3 separate regions of the Mus musculus genome follow, and regions 1 and 3 are each linked to region 2. Evidence: chromatin contacts called from public HiChIP or PLAC-seq data. All regions are on one chromosome and are shown on one strand. The core of a region is the stretch at or near the end of the contact, and the rest is flanking DNA. Distances in the headings are between cores, read along the strand shown. Region 1 has its middle 12 kb from the start of Gm33336. Region 2 overlaps Gm33377 (a long non-coding RNA gene). Region 3 has its middle 10 kb from the start of Gm47708.

What was found. HiChIP or PLAC-seq counts read pairs in DNA pulled down with a chosen protein or histone mark.
Region 1: a contact with region 2 is called in an H3K27ac HiChIP or PLAC-seq map of embryonic stem cells, with 6 read pairs. The contact joins two enhancer-like sites. A contact is called at or near these places in 1 of 39 promoter capture datasets (the 3T3-L1 cell line), 1 of 15 datasets of contacts at CTCF or cohesin (the NIH/3T3 cell line), 3 of 484 Hi-C or Micro-C datasets (the C2C12 cell line, bone marrow-derived macrophages and nephron progenitors), 9 of 115 datasets of contacts at active chromatin or transcription factors (bone marrow-derived macrophages, embryonic stem cells and pancreatic cancer cells) and 1 of 9 other capture datasets (embryonic stem cells).
Region 3: a contact with region 2 is called in an H3K27ac HiChIP or PLAC-seq map of embryonic stem cells, with 16 read pairs. The contact joins two enhancer-like sites. A contact is called at or near these places in 1 of 39 promoter capture datasets (hippocampal neurons), 1 of 15 datasets of contacts at CTCF or cohesin (the NIH/3T3 cell line), 11 of 484 Hi-C or Micro-C datasets (cerebral cortex, embryonic fibroblasts, embryonic stem cells and 1 more) and 12 of 115 datasets of contacts at active chromatin or transcription factors (embryonic fibroblasts, embryonic stem cells, kidney and 1 more).

Annotation. Positions count from the first base shown.
Region 1 is chr10:95,642,537-95,645,236 of GRCm38.p6, forward strand. No RefSeq gene overlaps it. Among named protein-coding and RNA genes, the nearest start is that of Gm33336, 12 kb to the left of the region's middle. Within about 2 kb of position 1,330, at least 105 of the 459 cell types and tissues checked have an H3K27ac peak or open chromatin away from gene starts, as enhancers often do. A contact at or near this core is called in the C2C12 cell line, the NIH/3T3 cell line, embryonic stem cells and 1 more, where this site is marked.
Region 2 is chr10:95,882,659-95,885,358 of GRCm38.p6, forward strand. The region is part of intron 3 of Gm33377 (a long non-coding RNA gene); the gene reads left to right. Among named protein-coding and RNA genes, the nearest start is that of Gm24433, 15 kb to the right of the region's middle. Within about 2 kb of position 1,268, at least 35 of the 459 cell types and tissues checked have an H3K27ac peak or open chromatin away from gene starts, as enhancers often do. A contact at or near this core is called in the C2C12 cell line, the NIH/3T3 cell line, embryonic stem cells and 1 more, where this site is marked.
Region 3 is chr10:95,719,015-95,721,714 of GRCm38.p6, forward strand. No RefSeq gene overlaps it. Among named protein-coding and RNA genes, the nearest start is that of Gm47708, 10 kb to the right of the region's middle. Within about 2 kb of position 1,362, at least 20 of the 459 cell types and tissues checked have an H3K27ac peak or open chromatin away from gene starts, as enhancers often do. A contact at or near this core is called in embryonic stem cells, where this site is marked.

The DNA.
Region 1 (2,700 bases), core at 80-2,579, 240 kb before region 2:
TTCTGGATTTTTCAGAAATGCCTGTGTTTTAAGTAATTTCATCTCCTTAAACAAAAACATTTCTTAGTTAAAAAATATAATTTAAAAATTTAAATAAATATACAAGTCCAGAAAAATATGGCAGAAGGCTGACCACCCCTCAGATTCTTATTTTTCCATGTTGGCAATGTAGCAACTTTCATTTCTTTTCATTTTATAGTTTATTTATTTGTAGTTCAGAGGATTGAACCCAGGCCTCATGAATGTTAGGCAAGTTTCACCTTTAACCCTGGCATTACTTAAAGCGAACAATAATAAACTACTGTGAAACAGGCGCTTGCCTAAGTGTTTACAAACAAACCAACAACCAACCAAACAAAAAACTAAAAGCAACAAGAACCCTTGTTCTGTGTAAAACCATATTCAGGAAATAGTAGTGTTTTCTTCAGCTTACAGATGAGCTAATACACATTTAGAGAAACTAACTAAGTCACTTAAAGTCATAGAGCCAGCCAGTAGGGGAAACTGAGTTAGAGCATTTCATGCGGCGTTAGAGCAGGAAATCTAGTAGAAATATTGTGAGTGATAGCAGGAACTTCAAAAGGGAAAACGAAAGAGACTTTACTTTTAATGATTTTATTTAACCTGACAAGAGCAGAGCATTATCATTTGAACAGGTAGGTCGTCCACACCCAGGTTACACTTGAACTCCTCAAGTTCTTTCTGCTACACCTCCCAGCTGGAGACTAAGCTTTCAGGAAGGACTTCCGGAAGAGCTGGGTTCCTGGCCCCCTTTGGCAGAGTGCTTGCTTAGTGTACCTGAAGTCCTGGCTCCCATTCCTGATGTGACATAAAACAAATAGCTCACACTTGTAAGCCCAACACTTGGGAGGCTGAGGCAGGAGAATTGCTATGAGTGTGAGGTTAGCTTGGACCACAGCGTGAGTCCTTATCTGTAAAACAAACAAACAACAAAACTGACAATTGGTGTGGCTGCTCACACTTACAAATCCAGTATTTAGAAGGCAGATAAGGGGGATCAGAAATTCAAGGGCCCAGCTTGTATACATGAGATCTTGTCTCAAAACAAAACCTCCAAATTTCATTTATACTTATATTTTATAAAACTTATACTGAAAAGTCAATAATATGTATATTATATGTAGTATATATAAAATATATACACTCAAGTTATAAGATTTCTCCAGTGACTAAATATATCTTCAAATTAACGTTTAAATTATAATGTAATTTAAAAAGTCTTTCTTGATCACCAAAGCCATATTTCAAGTGCTCATTCAGTCATGAGTGAGCTGCCTAGAGCCTGAATTCAGCTTTCTGTGGCTGGCTGAATCTCAGGGGAGTAAGCTTATGCCACAGCCAGAGAGAGGAAGAAAATGTGTGGGTGAAGGGAAAGCCAGTGTCAGGCTTTCCTTTTGGCTGTCATGAAAGTTCCAGTGAGTTCTGGAGTGCTAGGTAGCCAGGGAGGGAAGCTAGGCATGTTTCTCTTCACTTTTCAGAATGTATCTTGTGAGTTTCCTAGCAATCCTGGCTCTTCAGAGGAGAGTGCCAGCTCTCAAAGTAGAACCGATTAGAGCCAAGTAGAAATGGCCACGAGCTTTTAAGAGACAGCTCATCTGTTGGGCACGCTGTGAGGCCACTGGCTATGTCCCTGTGATGGTTAGTCACTCAGTACAGGGTCCAAAGTCAAGGCCAGATCGTCTACAGCAAACACTAGAGTCTAAAAAGATCTTGGGTCAGATAAGGAGGCGCATGACTTAATTCCCAGGACTCTGGAGGCAGAGGCTGGTAGATGGCTGTGACTTCAAGTCTTTTCCTGTTCACAGAGTTTCAGGCCAGCCAGGGCTTCATAGGGAGGGCATGTCTCCAAAAAAGCCTTGGATTTATTCTTGCGGTTGTTCATGAGTGTTGTTAGGTTTGGCATATGTTCTGAGATGGCTCTGGTGCTAGCCTTTTGTTTTGTTTTTTGTTTTTGTTTTTCAAAACATGGCTTCTCTGTGTAGCTCTCACTGTCCTAGAACTCAGTCTATAGATCAGGCTAGCCTTGAACTCTGAGACCCACCTGCCTCTGCCTCCCAAGCTAAGATTAAAGGTATGAGCCACCACCATCCAGTGTGGTGCTGGCCTTTTAAATTCATGTTTATTGCACAGCAGTAAATCACTTAATGAGCCTCTTCAGATATAAAAATGTACTTTTTGTTATTTCTGCCAGGAATTAGAGAGTAGTTTCAGGTTTAGAAAATCATCTTATGGAGCTGAGGAGATGGCTCAGTGGCTAAGGACATGGACTGCTCTCCCCGAGGACTTGAGTTTGATTCCCAGCACCCACATGGCAGCTCAGAACAGGCTGTAACCCCAGCTTCAGAGGACCCCATGCCTTTTGTGGTAGCTGTGGGCACCAGCCATGCAAGTGGCATGCAGACATAAAATAGCCATTCAGATAAAATAAAATTTGATTAAAAATAAACTTCAGGGCTAGGGAAACAGCTAAGTAGTAAAGAACTTTATGAATGTGCCAAAGTCCTGTGTTCTATCTTCAGCAACACACACACACACACACACACACACACACTCAACTTATGAAAGATACATTATTTAATAACACACACACTCAAGGTACATTATTAAATATTAATATTTCAATTTAATACCAGAACGATTAGTTTTAATTGTCAACTTGTCACAGTCGGTTATCACCTG
Region 2 (2,700 bases), core at 18-2,517:
ATCTAAGCTTGCGGGTAGGAGAGTGTAGATTTGTTTGGAACGCTATTTTTCTGACACCAGAGCTGGAACTCAGGGCAAATGTTCTTCTACTACTGTGCTGTATCTCCAGCCTGGTTTTGGGGTTTTTTGACATAAAATGTGCGCGTGTGCGCGTGTGCGTGTGTGTGTGTTGGCTTCTGAAAAGGTTTCTACACTCCTAAGAGACTTAGCTATGTGTAGTAGTGCTCACTTTTGATCCTAGTACTCAGGAGGCAGAGGCAGGTGGATGTCTGTGAGTTCGAGGGCAGTTTGGTCTTTAGAATGTGTTCCAGGACAGCCAGGGCTGGAGGAAGACCAAGTCTTAAAACAAACAAACAAAGACTCACTAGAAAAAGCAGCACTTTTAACTTGGGCATGATTCTTAGACCCCCCCCCCCCCCCCAGGACATGGTTACCGTGGTAAAGACAGCAGAGCAAAAGTTAGGAAAAGAGATAAGTTTTTGATAATAAGATTGAGCTATGGAATAAAAATGCCCACCTGAGTCCACCACAGCACAGATTTCTTGTTGTGTTAGATCATAAACTTATCTTCTTTTGAATAGTTTGGTGAATAAATTGGTGGGGTTTTTTTAAATCTCTTTTTTTCCCTTAAAGACTGATATTGGACTCTCCATAACCAGGTAAAGCCATTCTGGGTAATGGATCAATACCTCATACACAAGCATATGGATAAAAGAAAAAAAATTGGGACCTATTTTGTAATCAGTAAAACCACCCATGTCAAGACACACATTTTATTCTGGAAAATCAGTGAATTTCTTGCTAGGGAAAGTAGTAGACATCAAATGTGGGGCTTTAGCAAACAGCTGATCAAATATCAGCTGAGCTGTGATAGTTTTAGTCAAGACTCAGAATGGTTGAGGAAGATGTAATGATGAAGAAAGACAAGAAACTGGGCGAGGAGAGAACTGGTTGACAAGCACAGCCTCTGAAAGGTCCTGCGGCAAAACCTCAGAAAGAAATTCCAAGTTGTCATTTGTGACAACTTGGATGGACCTGGAGAGGGTTTTACTACATAAAGGAAGCAAGGCACACAAAGACAGAATATGCGGGAATTAGCACAATCTGCATATATGTGGTTAAGAGTTTAAGGAGAGACAACAGTTAAACATGCAGAATAAGGCTTGTTCTTTGTCTTTATGTGTTCTTTGCAGAGTAAGGTTTTGAGAACACTATTGCACCCATTGTAATGGTTTATCTTGGTTGTCAACGCAGTAGGATCTGGGATCAATTGAAAGTCACAATTCTGGGTGGGTGTGAGGCTATTTCCTGGAAGGATACAGTGAGAGAGGAGGCATGCACCACCCCGCCCCCACCCAGCGGGCAACACCTTCTGTGGCAGGACAGATAGAAAGGAGAAGGGGGAAAGGATATCGCTTTTGCTTGGTGGCCTCTCTCCTCACTGGGGCTTCTATCTACTCCATCAAAGCCCAGCTCATCCAGTCTTCCAACATGGACAGAATCCTCCAGGCTTTCATCACCACATAGAGGGTTGCTGGAACCTCAGCTTCTTTGACTCAACAGCTATCAGTTGTTAGCCTCTTGGATCTATGCATGGCTGTTGTCTTGCTACCCAGTTCCTACAGTGTAAGCTGATCTAGTAAATCTCTGTGGTATGCACTCATTCCATCCATTCCGTTCCTCTAGAGAGCTCTGACTAATACACCTATAATCCCAGCACTTGTGGAAACAGGAAGGCTGGAATTTCAAGGCCAGCCTCGGTTATGTACGCAGCAAGTTTGACAAGGTTGTGGCCAGCATGAGACCCTGTCTCAAAAATCAATTAGTAAGCAAGTGGATAAATAAACACATTGTTAGGTAAATGTAAAAGTCAGATATTTTTCACTAGAAAGAAAAAGTACATATTAGAGCTGAAAACCATGATAATTGACCAAATTATTCTACATCATATTCACAATCATTTGTATGTACTGTATAAAAACATAGAATTTATTATTAACATTATTATTATTACCACAATCTGCATACAGAGAGGTAACTGGTGACTACAAGAGGCCAAGAGTTGAACAGGAAGACAATGTATGCAGAATAAGGCTTGTTCTTTTTTTTTTTTTTTTTTTTTACATGTTCAATAAAGAGTAAGGCTGGGAGAACAGTGGTATGCCTATAATTGTTATAGGCCTATATATATTACCTATACTACATATATTATGTATATGTACTATATATACTATATATTATATATGTATACATTATGTATATGTACTATATTATTATGTACTATATATTATACGTATATATTATGTATATGTACTATATTATTATGTACTATATATTATATATATTATATACTATGTATATTATGTATATCTATTATATACTATGTATATTTACTCTCTATATACATACATACATACATACATATATTATAATATGATATTATGACAGATCCCAATAGGTAGTGGGCCACAAAATAAAGAGTATAAAGGAGCATAGTTTAATAACAATGTTAGAACACACCATAAATATGGACAGTGTGGCTAAAATCAGGTGCAAATCATGAAAGGGCAGGGTCAGTCAGTTGACAGAAGACCCACCATGTTACAGGCTTCTAATGTAGTGGTTCTCAACCTTCCTAACACTGTGACCCTTTTAATACAGTTCCTCATGCTGTGGTGGCCACAACTATAAAGTTATTTT
Region 3 (2,700 bases), core at 112-2,611, 160 kb before region 2:
CCCCTCCCCCACAGTACTGTCCAGGTTTGGTCTGTTGCTATGTATTGTAATGATACATACTGGCCTCCAAGATCTGGTCCCCCTACCACACACACACAGCCTTAGGGACAAGGAAATCCTCCTGTACATGATGCTATGTAACCTTGTCTCCCAAGCTATCCCTGATGGGTCAATAAAAATGCCTACAGCCTGTAGCTGGGCAGAAAGAGGTAGGCAGGGCTTGGGTTCTGGGGCTTGGGGTCTGAGTGAGAGACTAGAAGAGGAGAGGGGAAGGAAGAAGATTCTGTGGGGCAGGTGGATTGTGGGCACGAAGGTCAGCCTGATGGAGTAGGTGTGGCCCAGGCAGTGTTGGGGGCTGGCCAGCGGCTCACATGTCCAGGTTCGAGCCTGGAAGGCATCTTGGAATCTGGAAGAAAAGAGGGAGCCTAGGTGGGTTGAGAAACAATGGAACCAAGACATGCTAGTCTTCTCAAGGTTCAACTTTAATGTCGGGGAACACGCCTTATAAAGAAAAGGGGAGAAAAGTCCATTCCGCCAATTCATCCTTGGAGCCTGGAACCAGCTGCAGGTGATGATGTTCAGAATAGGGCGTAGTCTCTGGAATAGCTCAGCGGCTTCTCTGCGGGTATCTTGAAGCAGCAGCTGCAGTGGCAGAACAATAGAGTGATCTAGGGAGGAAGGCTCCACCCTAGATAATCTCTTTAGTGGCAGCAAGGTCAAGGTCTGGTTTAGCCTGCTTCAGGCTTATGGAAGGCTACAAGGCAGAACATGGCAACTGAAGTCTTAGGGTTACTAGAGAAGCAGACAAACTAGCAGAGGGTGGCCATCTGCCCAGCTCTAGTGCTTTAAGGCTTATTCTAGATATAAAGGTTTTGTGTCTTTTATTTAGGAACTCAGTGGGGTAGACACTCCTAAATAATACCACCATACAGTATCATAGTACTGAATCCTTGTTTGGAGGCCTGGGGCCAGGCTTTGGGGTTCTACTAGAGCAATGTGGGGTAACTTTCTAGATGCAGATCCCTTATCAAAATAAACAAGCAGAAGTTACCAATGCTAGGTAGGGTTTGTGGACACAGGAAACAAGAGGGATCAGGGATGTACACAACGGGACTTGACATTTAGGACAGATGTTAATCTTAACCAGCTATTTGGATCCAGTAGAAATATTTACCTTGTAGATTGTCACATGCAGAAGACCAGCAGGGGTTCAAAGGCATGGCTAGAAGGGTTGAGTTGTGTCCATAGCAGTCACTGGGACGGGGTGCCAAATGCTTTTGTGATCACCTCGGGAGGCCAGACAAAGGTGTGGCCAGGTCGCCATTTGCTTTTTCACCTCATTGGCTGAGGCAGGATTTTTGCTGTCATGTCACAGGACCCCTGACTGGGGACCGTGATTGGACAGAGAGCCCTGCTGTTCTCACTACGGCCATTGTTTTCTCTCAGAGCTGGACCGTGGCCCCTGCAGCCTGCCTTCCTGCCTCTCACTTTCTCCCTCATGGCTGTTTCCTTGACCTTTCGACTTAACCCTGCACTTACATGGATGTTTACCTCAGGTTGTGTCACACTTACCTCAGTGTGGTCTCGCCTTACTCACATGGTCTGGGGCCGGACACGCCCATTTCTGTGGGCTCAGCTGCCTATTTGTTGCTGATGTCTCTAAGATAAAACTGGCAACCTTGAACCCAGATCTTCCGGGCTCAGCTCCAAACACCCAGCGCCTTTGCTTCCTGTAACCCTTTCCAGAGTCTAACACAGAAATCCCAGCTATGGTCCCTGTCTTAGACACTAGAGACATACAATGGATCAGCACCTGTCCTGGGATGGATAGTTCTTGAGCTGGAGTTTGAACGCAGGCTGTCTAGCCAGATCCCACACTTGCAGCTGATCTTCTGTAACTGGCAATGAGCGATGGCTCAATCATAGACAGAGCATCATTTTGAAGGCTGCCTTCTGCCCTGTCTCCAGCACTGAATCCAATGCCCCGCCTTTGTCTCCTGAGTGACAGCACCTTTTCCTTCTGTCTTCTCTTTACCTAATTTTCCTGAGTTATCCATCAGGCTTGAGGGATCTCCATCCCGAGGGCCTGAGAAGGACTCTAATCTGATGCCTTGGCTGTGAGTCCTTAGACATTTGCATTTATTGTGTACATGGTTCTGTTCCAAGCATTTGAAGCTATATTAGCTTGCTTAGTTTTGCAGCAAGCTTCTGATGTATGCCTAATGCCTTTTATTTTATTAGCAGACACAGCACAGAGTCATAGATCCATCAGGAAAATTGATGCCACTACTAGTAGTTGAGAGAATGTGTGTGTGTGTGTGTATGTGTGTGTGTGTGTGTGATGTATTATGTGCTCATGCACATATGATTGTAGGTGCCCATGGAGGTCAGAAGAGGTTGTCAGATCCCCTGAAGCCAAAGTAACAGGCAGATGAAAGCCATCCAATGTAGGTGCTGAGAACTGAACTCTGAATCTCTGTGAGTGGTATGTGCTCTTAATTGCTGAGCCATCTCTCCAGCCCTAGTACCTGGCTTTTTAAAAATATGGGTTCTGTGGACTGAATTCAGATCCTTCAGACCGTCATCCTTGCAGGGCAAGGTCTCTACAGATGGAGTGATCCCTCCAGCCCCACCAAAGGAAAGCTAATAATCAGGGTCCAATTACACCAGTGTAAGGGGCAGAACAAGCAAAGAGTAAAT